Linked DNA regions of Sus scrofa: region 1 is linked to region 2. The links are chromatin contacts, called in public HiChIP or PLAC-seq maps. All regions are on one chromosome and are shown on one strand. Each heading gives the region's core, a stretch centred on a gene start, on an enhancer-like site or on the middle of the called end of the contact. The rest is flanking DNA. Distances are from core to core; before and after follow the strand shown. Region 1 has its middle 240 kb from the start of SGK1. Region 2 overlaps LOC110260031 (a long non-coding RNA gene).

Region 1 (6,851 bases), core at 2,725-5,224, 230 kb after region 2:
GAGCCATATTTGTAACCTGCACCACAGCTCAGGGCAACACCGGATCCCCCAACCCACTGAGTGAGGCCAGGGATCGAACTAACCTTCCCATGGATGCTAGTGGGATTTGTTTCCCCTGCACCACGACCGGAACTCTGGATAATCTTCTTCTTTTTTACTCCCTACTGTCAATCCTACAGACTTTACCGTGTGGAAATATTTATCAAATCATCTCCTCCTCTCTATTCCTCTGTTTCTACTTGCACAGCTATAATGGATCCCTCATCACTCCCTGCCATCCTTCTTGGAGTCATAGATGCTCTGCTATAGAGGGACCAGCATATCACAAACACAGAACGTTTTTGAAGAACAGGCAGGATTCCGTCCCTTAGGATGTGGTGCTCAGCACTGAAAGAGTCAACCCACAAGCCCAAATCCACTCTGGTGACTTACACTGCTCACGTCCCCAGGAAACGTTTCTCCACATCTCTTCCCTTAGGTCCCGAGAGGTGACCAACCATGCGAATGCTATTAAAAGGTGTGACTGTGTCATTACCTAAATAAGAGGAAAAAACACTGTTGCTTTCAGGTGGCTGAGGAATTTAAGCGGGCAGGTGTCTAGGTGAAAAGGAAGACAAATTAACACGCTTACCGAGATGAAATGTCCTTTTGAAATTCATAGGTGGAAGTCCTGATCTCCAATACCCCAGAATGGAACTTGTATTTGGCAAAAAAAGTCTTTAGAGAAGCAATTAAGTTAAAAGGAGGTTGGAGTTTCCATCGTGGTTCAGTGGTTAACGAATCCGACTAGGAAGCATGAGGTTGTGGGTTCGATCCATGGCCTTGCTCAGTGGGTTAAGGATCTGGCATTGTCGTGAGCTGTGGTGTAGGTTGCAGATGTGGCTCAGATCCCGTGTTGCTGTGGCTCTGTCATAGGCCAGTGGCTACAGCTCCAATTTGACCCCTAGCCTGGGAACCTCCATATGCCACAGGAGTAGTCCAAGAAATGGCAAAAAGACCCAAAAAAAAAAAAACCAAAAAACCAAAAAGGAGGTCATTAAAGTAGGCCCTATCCATAATCCAATACAAGTGGTGTCCTTATAAAAAGAGGACATTTGGACATAGACACACATAGAGAGAAGGGCACGTGAGGACACAGAGAGAAGACAGACGTCTCCATGTCAGGGAGAGAGGCCTTGGAAGGAACCAACATCTTGACACCCAGAACTAAGGAAATGAATTTCTGTTGTTTAAGCCACCCAGTCTGGTATTTTGTTAAGGCAGCTCTAGCAAGCTAATACACTTGCCAAAGTTCTTCTTCTCAGATAGTGTAACTGAATATTTGTCCCCAGGGTGTCATTTTCTTGCTTTTCTTTCTGTTCCAGTTTATGGTTCCGAGTAGCATCTTCAGAGTCTAGCCCTGGGCCTATACTTTAAAGAGCCCGACCTGGCCCTTCTTGATGGTGCCTTTGCTCACAGGCCCGGAAGGACAGAGTGCCTAGAAGTCCCTATGGGAAGCCTTACTCCTCCCTTCCCAGAATCCCCGTCCCTGTAGCCCTGGACCCATTACTAGGGATTAGGCCAGCCTCTCCCCAAATCCTTCCTCAGGAAGATGGACGGAACCTAAGCTGGAGAGACACCTAGAGCAGCTGTTTGTTGGGTGACATAATTGGAGTGTGACACGGAGACAGGAATGTCCACATGCATGTGTGCAAGGTCCATGTGGTATGGGTTGGAGCAGGAGGTGGCAAGAGATGGGGGTGACCTATGCAGCTGAGGCTGCAGGCCAGCATTGCTTCTGCTGTCACCTTCTGACATGGTTCTCTGAGAAGCCCAGGAGCTCTTAACTTGAATCTGACTTCCCAGGTCCTTAAGAAGATATATTTTTCAAGGCTCAGGGAATAGCACATATTTTACTTTATGATTTGTTGATATGATTTATAACCTTTGTATATTTAGACACATGACACATAGGTCTTCATATCTTGCTTCAGACTCCACAAATATTAGGATTAGGCTCAGTGGTTCTGGAGGGACGCATAACTTAGAGCAATATTTGCCACCATTGCATATAGAGACTGGGGAATAATTTGCAATATTAAACAATTCATATTACTCTTAAAGTGTATTTATGCATATCTGTGTAGACAGAGCCTGTGTGACATATGATATCAGTTTTAATATTAGCAATAAGGTGGATATTAAAATTGCAAAGAGGAGTTCCCTTTGTGGCTCAGCAGGTTAAGAACCCAACATAGTGTCCATGAGGATGTGGGTTTGGTACATGGCCTCACTCAGTGGGGTAAAAATCCAGCACTGCCACAAGCTGTGGTGTAGGTCAAAGAAGCTGCTCCCATCCTTCATTGCTGTGGCTGTGGTGTAGGCTGGCCACTGCAGCTCCAACTCAACCCCTAGCCTGGGAACTTCCATATCTGGCAGATGCAGCCATTTAAAAAAAAAAAAAAAAAAAAAAAAAGGGAGTTCCCGTCGTGGCGCAGCGGTTAACGAATCCGACTAGGAACCATGAGGTTGTGGGTTCGATCCCTGCCCCTGCTCAGTGGGTTAACGATCCGGTGTTGCCGTGAGCTGTGGTGTAGGTTGCAGATGCGGCTTGGATCCCGCCTTGCTGTGGCTCTGGTGTAGGCCAGTGGCTACAGCTCTGATTAGACCCCTAGCCTGGGAACCTCCATATGCCACGGGAGTGGCCCCAAAAAATAGCAAAAAGACAAAAAAAAAAAAAATGGAAAAGAAAAGAAAAAAATGCAAATACTTGTATTTTTATAAACATTTTATATGATTTAAGTTTTTAAAAATTCAAAAAAATTGTCTTAATTTTTATTTTTATTAAACATCATAGTTTGCATTTGTTTTAAATTTTAATAAATTGTATTAAAAATATCAAAATAAAAATACTTTTTTTGTCTTTTAGGGCCACACCTGTGGCATATGAAAGTTCCCAGGCTTGGGTTGAATCGGAGCTACAGCTGCCAGCCTACCCCACATCCACAGCATCGCAGGATCTGAGCTGAGTCTGCAACCTACACCACAGCTCAAGGCAACGCAGAATCCTTAACTCATTAAGCAAAGCCAGGGATGGAACCTGCCTTCTCATGGATACTACTAGTTGGGTTTGTTACCTCTGAGCCACAAATAGGACTCCCTAAAAATACATTTTAAACTATAAATAATGGTTTTTACATTACTGTGACATAATTTTTGAGAATATGTTCAAATTTTGTGTATTTTTTAAATTTTTCATCTATTTTAATTACATTTTATTTTTTATTCCTTTAGAGTTAGCAAAAACTGTGATTATAACAGAAAGAGAAAATGCAACAATGAAGAAAAGATAGAAAAAAGAAATAGAATATCTTCTAAGAGGCAATCTGCTTAAATTTTTAAAAGTGAGCAGTTTTTATTGTGTGTCCCACAACAAAATTTTGAATAACATATGACAAATTCTTTTTTTTTAAGTTTTACTGAATACAGTTGATTTACAACGCTGTGATAATTTCTGCTGTGCAACAAAGTGATTTAGTTATACATATACACACATCCTTGCTCTTCAGATTCTTTTCCTAATAAATTATCCCAGAATATTAGGGTCCTCTGTGCTATACAGCAGGTCAGCACATTCTTTATTTAATGAGGATTTCATTCATGATCAAAACAATGAAAACGAATGAGGAAATTATTCTAATAGAATCAACTTGGCAAGAGGTCCAATGAAATCCCTGCGAGTTCACATTCTTTACTAACTAGTTATTTACCAATTGGACCAGTGAGAACCTGTGTGGGCTTCCTTGACTTTTGTCCTAGTTCCTTATATCATTCCCCAAGACAGCCTTCTCACAGACCTCTGTCCCGACTCTCTGTCCCTCATTCTGTCCTACGTGCTGCTGTTAGAGTGGGCTAGTCCCCTGATGCCATCCACTGAAAGGCCCTTCAGCAACCTGCCACCACGTGGAGCAGAGCTGCTGGAGGGCACGTACCCTGTGTGGTTGATGACGCTAGGGGAAGTGAAGCGTTCTGTGGTTACCCAAGTTGGAGAAAGAGTATGCAGTACAACCACTTTATTTCTGGAAGACTTCTCAAGAACTTGAATATGTTAATCCCTTGTTTGAATCTCCAGGAAGGATCTGTATGAGGCAGATCTCCCAAGTGTTTTCAGAAAGGGTTGCAGGACTGAGGTTCTTGGGAAAGGTGGTCCAGAGCATGTCCTGATGTAGTAGCCACTAGTCATGGATGACTACCAAGCACTTGACTGGTGGCTGGTCTGGATTAAGACAGGTTCTAAGAGTCAAATGCCCTGTGTTTCAAAAATTCAGTACAAAAAAGAGATTGTAGACTATCTCAGTAACAAATTTTATATTGAATACATGTTGAAACAATAGTATTTTCAGATATTTTGGATATATTGCATTAATAACATCTATCACTGAACAACAAATCCAAACTTTGAGTTATAAAATAACTACGTCATGAGAATGTAATATAAAGCATTGTGACTATAATTAACAATACTTTTACTCTACATCTAAAAGTTGCTTAAAAGTTTTCATCACAAAAAAGTAATTGTAGCAGTGATAAGGGATGTCAGCTAGGCTTATTTTGGTGATCATTTTGCAATATATGCAAATATTGAATCACTATGTTGTATACCTGAAACTAATATGTCAACTACATCTCAATTTTTTTAAAAAAGATTTAAAGATAGATTGCTAAAATCAATTTTACCCAGTTCCTTTTTATTTTTTTTTTTTTTTTTTTTTTTTTTTTTTATTTTTTGCCATATGTTACTAGTTAATAGCTTAGCAGTATGCCAGCAAGCGGATGAGGTTACTAGAAGGATGTTCCATGAGCAACAACCACCCATGGTTTACGATTTCCATGCCACGATTTTTTTTTTTTGTTTGTTTATTCATTTTATTTCTATTGGAAAGCAATGATCTAGAGGACAATAGGCTATGTAAGACCGCAAGGCATCTGGTGTCTACCCACCTCTTCAGACCTTCCTCTCAATACTATCTCCCTTTGGTCTCTAATTGCTAAATACGTTTAAGGAAGTCCCTTCCTATCCCTGCCAGCCATGACCACCAGTAGTACTAAATGTCTTAGCACTTCTATTTGTTCAAATCTTGGAATTCTCTCAGGCTCATCCCCGTTCAGTCTTTAGTTATCAAGCAACAATCACTCATACAGGAAGCCTATCCTGAAATCAGACACACACCTATCCCTTGGCCTGGTTAGGGGGCCTTCCTCCAAGCACCTGTAATTTCCTGCCTAACCTTTTCACCTGTATTCACCATATGTCTGTATAAGCATCTGCTCATGTATCTCATTCTTCCAGTACAGTGATCATCTTGAGAGCAGAGACTGGTCTTATTTATTTTTATATGTTTTATTCCTAGCATCTATCACAATGGATGAATGAATGAATGAGTCAAGAATGAAGAAGAGGGAGTTCCTATCGTGGCTCAGTGGTAATGAACCCGATAGTATCCATGAGGGTTCTGGTTTGATCCCTGGCCTCACTCAGTGGTTTAAGGATCTGGCATTGCCATGTCAGATCATGCACTGCTGTGTCTGTGGCATTGGCCAGCAGCTGCAGCTCCAATGTGACCCCCAACCTAGGAATTTCCATAGGCCATGCCTGCAAAATAAATAAATAAATAAAAGAATGAAGCAGATATGGTTCCTTCCCAAGTGGAGTACAATCTAGAAAAGGAGACAGATGGGTGAATAGACAATTCAAATACGTTGCTTTAAATTATGTTTGAAATGATACTGAGAGTTATAGGGAAACTTTAAACAGAGATGTGAACTAGGGTCAGCTTTGTGTGTGGACAACCTGTGTTGTTGCACAGACCCTGCCCTTATTAAATGCTAAAGTTCCAGGATGGGATGGGGAATAGACAGGATGAGCCCAGACAGGAATTAGGGGCTGCACCAAGACAAGCCTTATTTCAAGGAACTCCCTTGTTAAGGTTTATAACCCAAAGGAAATTTTATAACTCAGACTATATAGCAACTATCTGTTTTTGGAGTTCCTGTCATGGCGCAGCAGAAAAGAATCCGAGTAGGAACCATGAGGTTGCAGGTTCGATCCCTGGCCTCACTCAGTGGGTTAAGGATCTAGCATTGTTGTGAGCTGTGGTGTAAGTCTTAGATGCTGCTCAGATCTGGCATGGCTGTGGCTGTGGCTGGCAGCTATAGCTTTGATTTGACCCCTAGCCTGGAACCTCCATATGCCACAGGTGTGGCCCTAAAAAGCAAAAAAACAAAACAAAACAAAACAAAAAAACACTGGAAAGAAACACAAAAAATATTAACACTCAAAAAGGAAGGACTGTGGAGTTCCCTTTGTAGCTCAGCAGGTTAAGGATAGGATGTCTCTTGTGAGGATGGGGGGTTTGATCCTTGGCCTCGCTCGCAAGCATTAGTGTAGATCGCAGGTGAGGTTAGACTGAAATCTGGTGTGGCTGTGTCTGTGTGCTGTGTGCAGGCCCCAGCTGCAGCTCCAATCTGATCCCTAGCCCATGAACTTCAATATGCTGCAGGTGCAGCCTTAAAAAAAGCAAAGCAGGGAGGACTCTGCCCTACCATATCTATTTACGTCTCGACTTCATATATCTGAACTCCGCCACACTTACTATAAGTAAAACACCAACGGTTTTTATTAAACTTCTATTGTTAACTTGTCCTTATTCTGAAACTTTAGAAGATGAAAACTCCAAATTATAAATTAGGAGTTGGCAAGATTTTTCTGTAGAGTGTCCTGAAATAAATATTTTTGGTGTTTTGCGGGCCACATGGTTTCTGTTCCAGCTACTGAGATCTGGGGAAAACAGATACTATACACATAAAGGAAT
Region 2 (6,567 bases), core at 3,858-6,357:
GTTGCAGACTGCTGGCTTCCCGCTGTGTCCTCACATGGTGGAAGGGGCTGCTGGGCTCTGTGGGGTCCCTTTTATAAGAGTACTAATCTAACTCCTGAAAGCCCCACCCTCATGCCCTCATCACTTCCCAAAGTCCCCATCACCTCATTACCGTCACACTGGGTATAGAATTTCAATGTACGAGTCTTGGGGGAACACAGATATTCAGACCATAGCAATAACACAGTAAACCGATCCCAAAGGCTAGAAGCTTGAGGAGACCTAAAGTGAGGTGAACTCCACTTCACCTTGACCTGGCATCCTGTCATTTAGCATCTTTTCTAAAATCTGTATTCTTCTGTGAGTCTCAGTCTAACCTGGCAAGTACACATTCCCTTGTACTTGCTAGTCTACATCTTGTCTTGTCTTGTCTTCCAAAGCCCATATCCACCTCCCTCCTCTTCCAGATACCATTGTGAACATTACCCCTTCAATCTAGACCAGCTTCTTTGCAATCTGGAGAGTTTCACTTCAGAATAACTGATATTTGGTCTTGTGTCGATTATTAAAAAGACACAGACAACGGGCCTTAAATTCAATTTTATTTAGCCCTGAAAACCAAGGGAAGGTTCAGAATCTGCTTGTGTATGTGTTCATGAGAATCACATATCCTTGAGAGATCTAAGAAAACAAGCCTAACTGCTGTGAATTGCCCTATTTTTGTCTGGAATAGCATCTTTTATGTAATTTTTCATGACTGAAAAATATGAATTATTTTATTAGTTGCAGAGCATGCAGTAAAATTAAAAAAAAACTGTCAGGTAATTTTTTTGGTCTTTATTTGTAAGACTTCATTATCAGTATATTTAAGGATTGAGTCCTCAAAGGGTCTTTATTCTGATCTCCTGCTCACAGAAAACATGACCTCAAAAAGAAAAAGTTGAATTAAATCCTCCAGCTACTGAGATTGAGATGTCTTTTTCTTTTCCTTTTTTGGTTGCTGGTGTCAGTGTCCAAACCATTCTTAAATTATAAGGCATGTGATATGAACTTAAAACCTTACTTGCAATTCTAGTTCATTTTCTTTATATGGTTATCAGTAAAGAAAAAAAAAAAACTTTGAGATAACACCTCATGAGCTTGAAGAATGATACTAATTTTTTATCTACTTTGGAGTTAGAGGGAAGAATGGAATTTGCAGCCTAAGGTGCATTTCAGGCCATGGTTTAGAGGATTTTTTTTTTTTTTTTAACTACACTCACCCCATCTCCCCTTGGTGACATTCTACTTTTTTCAGCCTGTTTCAAATGCTTATTCTTCACAAAGGCTTTCCTGTCCCAGCCAGCCAGCCAGCTGAGTTTTTTTTCTTTTCCCACCCATTTTAGGTCTTTGTTCCTGCTGTTAGGACACTTCATATTCCAGTCTCTATTGTAGTTCTCAGGGGCGCACAGGGTATAAAAGGGAAAAGCATGGATTCTGGTGGCCGGCAGGTGGGAGCTGACTGTGATTATGTCTGTTGGATTGTGTGGCTCAGATATGTTACCTTGCTGAGTTTCAGTCTCCTCTTCTTTAAAATGAGGACCATAGTCCTAGTTTTGCAGAACCTGACACAAGAATTAATTGAAACACCGCTCTTGGAGTCATCCACGTTGCATCTGTTATCAGTAGCGGAGGAAATCCCAGCCTTACCTGTGCGTTTGCATTTCTAGGGCACGGACTCTGTCCTCTCCTTTGCATACTTTGTGGACGTTGTTAGCAGCTTTTACAGAGGTCCTGGAGAAATCTTTGTTGAATTGGAAAATTGATCTTTTTCCAAAACAAACATAATTCCAGATTTCCCTATAACTCCTTTTTTTTTAAAATTAAAGATTTATTTATTATGGCCATATGTACGGCACAGCATTGTTAATTATATCCTGAAATTTGAATATTTGGGAACATGAAATCAAATTGTTATAAGATACTTAAAAGTAAATCAAATCTACAGACAGTTAGAAGCAGAATGTTTGTGGTATGCATGTCTGTGTGGCTATTTCCTCAGGGTCTTGGATGACAGGTCCATGGCCTCTGAAACAGCCATACAGAGGAGAGTCTTGGAAACAAATGTGTAAAAGTGTTTAAACTTTCAGTTCTCATCCTAGAGGAAGATGAAGCCTCATCTATAGTCATATGGTTTTCCCCGACTGTGTATTTTCCTTGGGGATATTTTGGTCAAATTTCTCTATTGGAGGAAAAAATTCAGTTGCTATGCTCTAATGAAATAAAATATATGATTTGCTCTTTGTAAGGGCAAGGTCCTGAATTCTCCCTTCCTTTTGTGAATCTGCAGGCCCCCTCCTGCTTTTCTTCTGCCGTATGGATTATAGAACTCTGACCTGGAACATGTTTTGTTTCCACCCAGCCTTCCAGAGCCTCCTGCGCTCAGCATCAGTGCTTCACTGGCTGCCCTTTCCTCCCACAAGCCTGTCAACAGAGAATGTGTCCCCACAGGAGATTTTCAGGAGGGCACTAAGTACTATATATAGGAATTTTTATTTGCATTGGATTTCTCAAAAACAGAACCAATATAAATAAAAACACAGACTATCAGGTCAAGATCCAGAGGGCCAGAGTGTCAAAGGGCAACATTTAAGAGTTCAAAAATGAGGGGAACCTGAATTAAATCTAGGTTTCTGGAAGATTATGGGTATTTTTTTTTATAAAAGAAAATATGGGTATTCTTTTATCAGCCCTGATTTTTTACTAACACATCAGGAAGAAGGGGAAAGGCTAGAAACCTGTCCTCTGTCCTCAGTCATTTATTTGTTTGTTCATTCATTCTTTCATTAAAAAGATCTTTTTTCTCAGCTAGGAATGTGACATATTTTCTAACCAAGACCACAGCCCATCATAAACATTTATCGTGGGACAAAGACCCACTACTATCACGGTCTTCCTGCTTCCGTTTCACTGTCAGAACTACATGACAGTGAATTTACTGCTGGATCTCTCCTTAATCCTGCTTTGAGAGTACAGAGTCTGACTTGGTGGGCCCTCACAGAAGGTGGACCTTGTAGCTCTCAGCACTGGTGCCTCCTGTGCATAGGCATGCAGTTACACATGATACGATCAAAGACTTTAGGACCAAAGGTCATGAGGTCCTTACCTCACAAGAAATTTTCAAATTTCTCAAAGCAGCCAGCAGGTCCCTCCAGGTTGTTTTTTAGAACCAATGTGTACCTTTTCATTGATTCTTTTTAATAGTTAAACCTGTAGTTTCAGCATTTTGAGATCTTTTTAAAACCTTGATCTCTCTCTTTTTTTTTCTTTTGCGACCACACTTGCAGTATATGGAAGTTCCTTTGCCAGGAGTTGAATCTGAGCCACAGCTGTGACCCACACCACAACTGCAGTAACTCGGGATACTTAACCCATTGTGTTGGGCAGACGATGGAACCAGCGCCCATACAGAGACAAGCCAGGTCATTAACCCACTTCGTCACAGTGGGAACTACGAATCTTGATTTCTTTTGACATATTATCTATCCTTCTCTGTCTTGAGTTTTGCAAATGTGATTAATCTATATTAATCAATTCTCTTTAAATTATTCAATTTATTATGAATTCACTAACTGCACATAATGTAGCTACGAATCTTGATTTCTTTTGACATATTATCTATCCTTCTCTGTCTTGAGTTATGCAAATGTGATTAATCAATATTAATCAATTATCTTTAAATTATTCAGTTTATTATGAATTCACTAACTGCACTAGAATGTAGCTGATTCTATGATGATACTAAAGAAAAAGTTGCCAAGTATCTTTAGAAGTGAATATATACCACATTTATAGCATTTCTTAACTGATACATTAATAACTTCATCATGAGGCTAATTGACCTTGACACTTTCTTCTTGGTCAACTTATGGGAGCTCTCTCGGTTTTCACTTCTTTTTGTAAGTTCTACATGTCATCTATTTAAACAAGTTACCTTTGTAGGACTTTGTTAAGGATAGATGTCAAATACTCATCAGCAATTTCTGGGAACTGCCTTTTTAAAATTTTGTGACATTTGCCCATCTCTAGGTTTCCAACATTTTTTTAGTTTTTATAGATACCGAAATGATAGAAATTGGCCTTTCAATCAAAATGTGGACCCTTTCAGAAAATTGCTGAGCCTGGGAACTTGGCTCTGGATAAGCAGGGCAGATTTTTAAATGCATTGATTATTTCCTTCACCATTTTGATCTCAAAGCCTTATTATGTTCCATGCTTTCCTGTTTAAAGACACTCATATCTAAGGCAGGAACAAAATAGGAGAGAATTAGTTTAATCTTTTCTTGGCTGTTAATTTTATGCCATCTGCCAAGCAGTAGGCCCACATTTTCTTTGTTTTTAAAAATGTCTTTACCTGCCCTTGGCAATTTGTACCAGCGCTTCTGGCCTTTAGCCTTTTATTTCAACCTTCCCTGTATTTTTGCCTCCCCTTCCCTCAACACTTTCTGTCTTACTTACACCTTTTTCTTGTGCATTATGTACTTGTACTTTTTTCTTTTAAAATTTTTTTTATTAAAGTATAGCTGATTTACAATGTTGTGTCAATTCTGCTATACAGCAAAGTGACCCAGTCATATGCATATATCCATTATTTTACTCATATTGCCTTAAATGATGTTCTATCATAAGAGACTGAATATACTTCCCTGAGTAGGATGTACTTGTGCTTTTAATACTACCCCCCTGAGCTTATTTTGAGGCCTGAGTGTGTGTATAATTCCACTGCTAGCAAATCTTGTGCCCTTGGCTGACTTTCTTGATCTCTCAGAGGTTTAGTTCCTTCATCTGTAAAATCTCAGGGTGAAAATGCATGATTTAGAAAGCAGTTGTGAAGGTCAAATGGAATGGTAACTTCAAAAGCTTTTGGTAAACTCTAAGGCATTATAAAAAAAGAAAAGGTCTTATAATTTGGAGAGCCAGGTAGTACTAGATAGAAGATATAGACATGCGCTATGAATACTGAAAAGGACCTGGGAGTTCATCTATGTCCAACCCTCTCAATTAATTAGATGGGAAAACAGATCAGGAGGGGTGATGGAACTTGTCAGAGCTTCCAGCTGGAGGCTGCGTGGCAGAGAGCTTAGCATACTGTGGACGGTGACTCATGATCTCAGCTGTTGCTGTCCAAATCTGATGACCTTGGTTCTAGTCCTGGCTCTGCTTGACTTCCTTAGAGTTGAACTTGAGAACAGCTCACATTGTCCACCATGCCCCATCATAGACATAGCCATTCACTGTGCCCTCTTTCCCTTACCTAACTTTCCTTCTCAACACAGTATCACAGACAGCTATGACCAGCCTTCCTGAGACAGTCTGGCCTGCTTTAGAGTCTTCTATTGTCTGTTGAGGCTCACTTGTTATTCTGCAGTCAGAAATGATTTTGTTGTTATTTTGCACTCTGCCATTTAGTGGCAAATGACTTCTAAAGACATCGGTGCGATTAATAAATAAAGCATGGGAAATGGAAGCTCTGGGAGGATAGCTGGCATAACTTCTTTGTTTTGAAGAAAATACACGAACAAATCAACAAATATTTATGTAGTGCCTGCCAGATACAAGGTCTGACAGCCTCTGCAAAGGATATACAAGGCAGTATATTAGAACTAAAGCTCAAAGAGTTTTAAGTTTTAACATATCCGTTACATAAATAATACTGCTTTTCCCCAGGACTTCTGATAATAGCTGCCACTTTGGGGATGTCTACAGCTTGTGTGTCGAGTTGATGACATATTTCATCTTATTTAGAACAGCAAACAAGTACTAATATTCCCATTTTATAAATAAGAAGACTGAGACTGAGTGTAAGTTCCTTACCCTGGGGCACACAGACCAAGAGACACGCTTAAAATTTCAAATTACTTTGGCCTGACTTCAGTTTGTCCTTTTTATGGAAGTTGAAGAGATGTACTTTCTGTCATAAATTACATGTCTGACTACACCCAGTATTATGAAGTCTCAGATGACATGGCTTGTTTTCTCTCAAATTTGATTCATCCAAATAATTAGGGATAGAAGCAAAGAACACTTAATTTTAGAAAATCCATCAATGGCCAGATGGAATTCTGCCAAGAACCATTTCTAGCCTGGCAGTTTCCTAGCCCGGATCTGGGCCTTTCTGTCCTCAAAATATGCAAATCAACACTTGCTTTAAATTTACCTTTTAAGGTACTAAAGAGCCATATAATAATTAACTAATCCAGAGTCCATGTATCTTTATTGAAACTTTGCATATAAAACTGTTCCTGCATTTGTTTTTTCTTGGCAGACAACAGATAGAATTTGTTTTGTATGGAATGCACTCACTTGGCCAGATTTTCTGAACTAGGCACTCTTTATCCTGTCCTGCTTTAGCTACTGGTTCTTTTTTAGAATAAAGGCGTCACCCCTTAGGCCTTTTCCAGACGTATTCAGATTGCAATGTCATCGTAATTCTTTTAATGGGAACTGGGAACAGCAGTATAAACATTCATCCCAAATCCTAGCCTTGAGGTTGTGCTGTCCTGACCTGTGTCCTAAAGAGAAGAATGGACCGGAAAACACTGAGAACAT

Evidence for each region. HiChIP or PLAC-seq counts read pairs in DNA pulled down with a chosen protein or histone mark.
Region 1: a contact with region 2 is called in an H3K27ac HiChIP or PLAC-seq map of alveolar macrophages. The contact joins two enhancer-like sites. A contact is called at or near these places in 1 of 47 Hi-C or Micro-C datasets (epiblast stem cells) and 1 of 2 datasets of contacts at active chromatin or transcription factors (alveolar macrophages).

Annotation. Positions count from the first base shown.
Region 1 is chr1:29,505,932-29,512,782 of Sscrofa11.1, forward strand. No RefSeq gene overlaps it. Among named protein-coding and RNA genes, the nearest start is that of SGK1, 240 kb to the right of the region's middle. Within about 2 kb of position 3,975, at least 2 of the 83 cell types and tissues checked have an H3K27ac peak or open chromatin away from gene starts, as enhancers often do. A contact at or near this core is called in alveolar macrophages, where this site is marked.
Region 2 is chr1:29,270,299-29,276,865 of Sscrofa11.1, forward strand. The region is part of intron 2 of LOC110260031 (a long non-coding RNA gene); the gene reads left to right. Among named protein-coding and RNA genes, the nearest start is that of ALDH8A1, 210 kb to the left of the region's middle. Within about 2 kb of position 5,108, at least 16 of the 83 cell types and tissues checked have an H3K27ac peak or open chromatin away from gene starts, as enhancers often do. A contact at or near this core is called in alveolar macrophages, where this site is marked.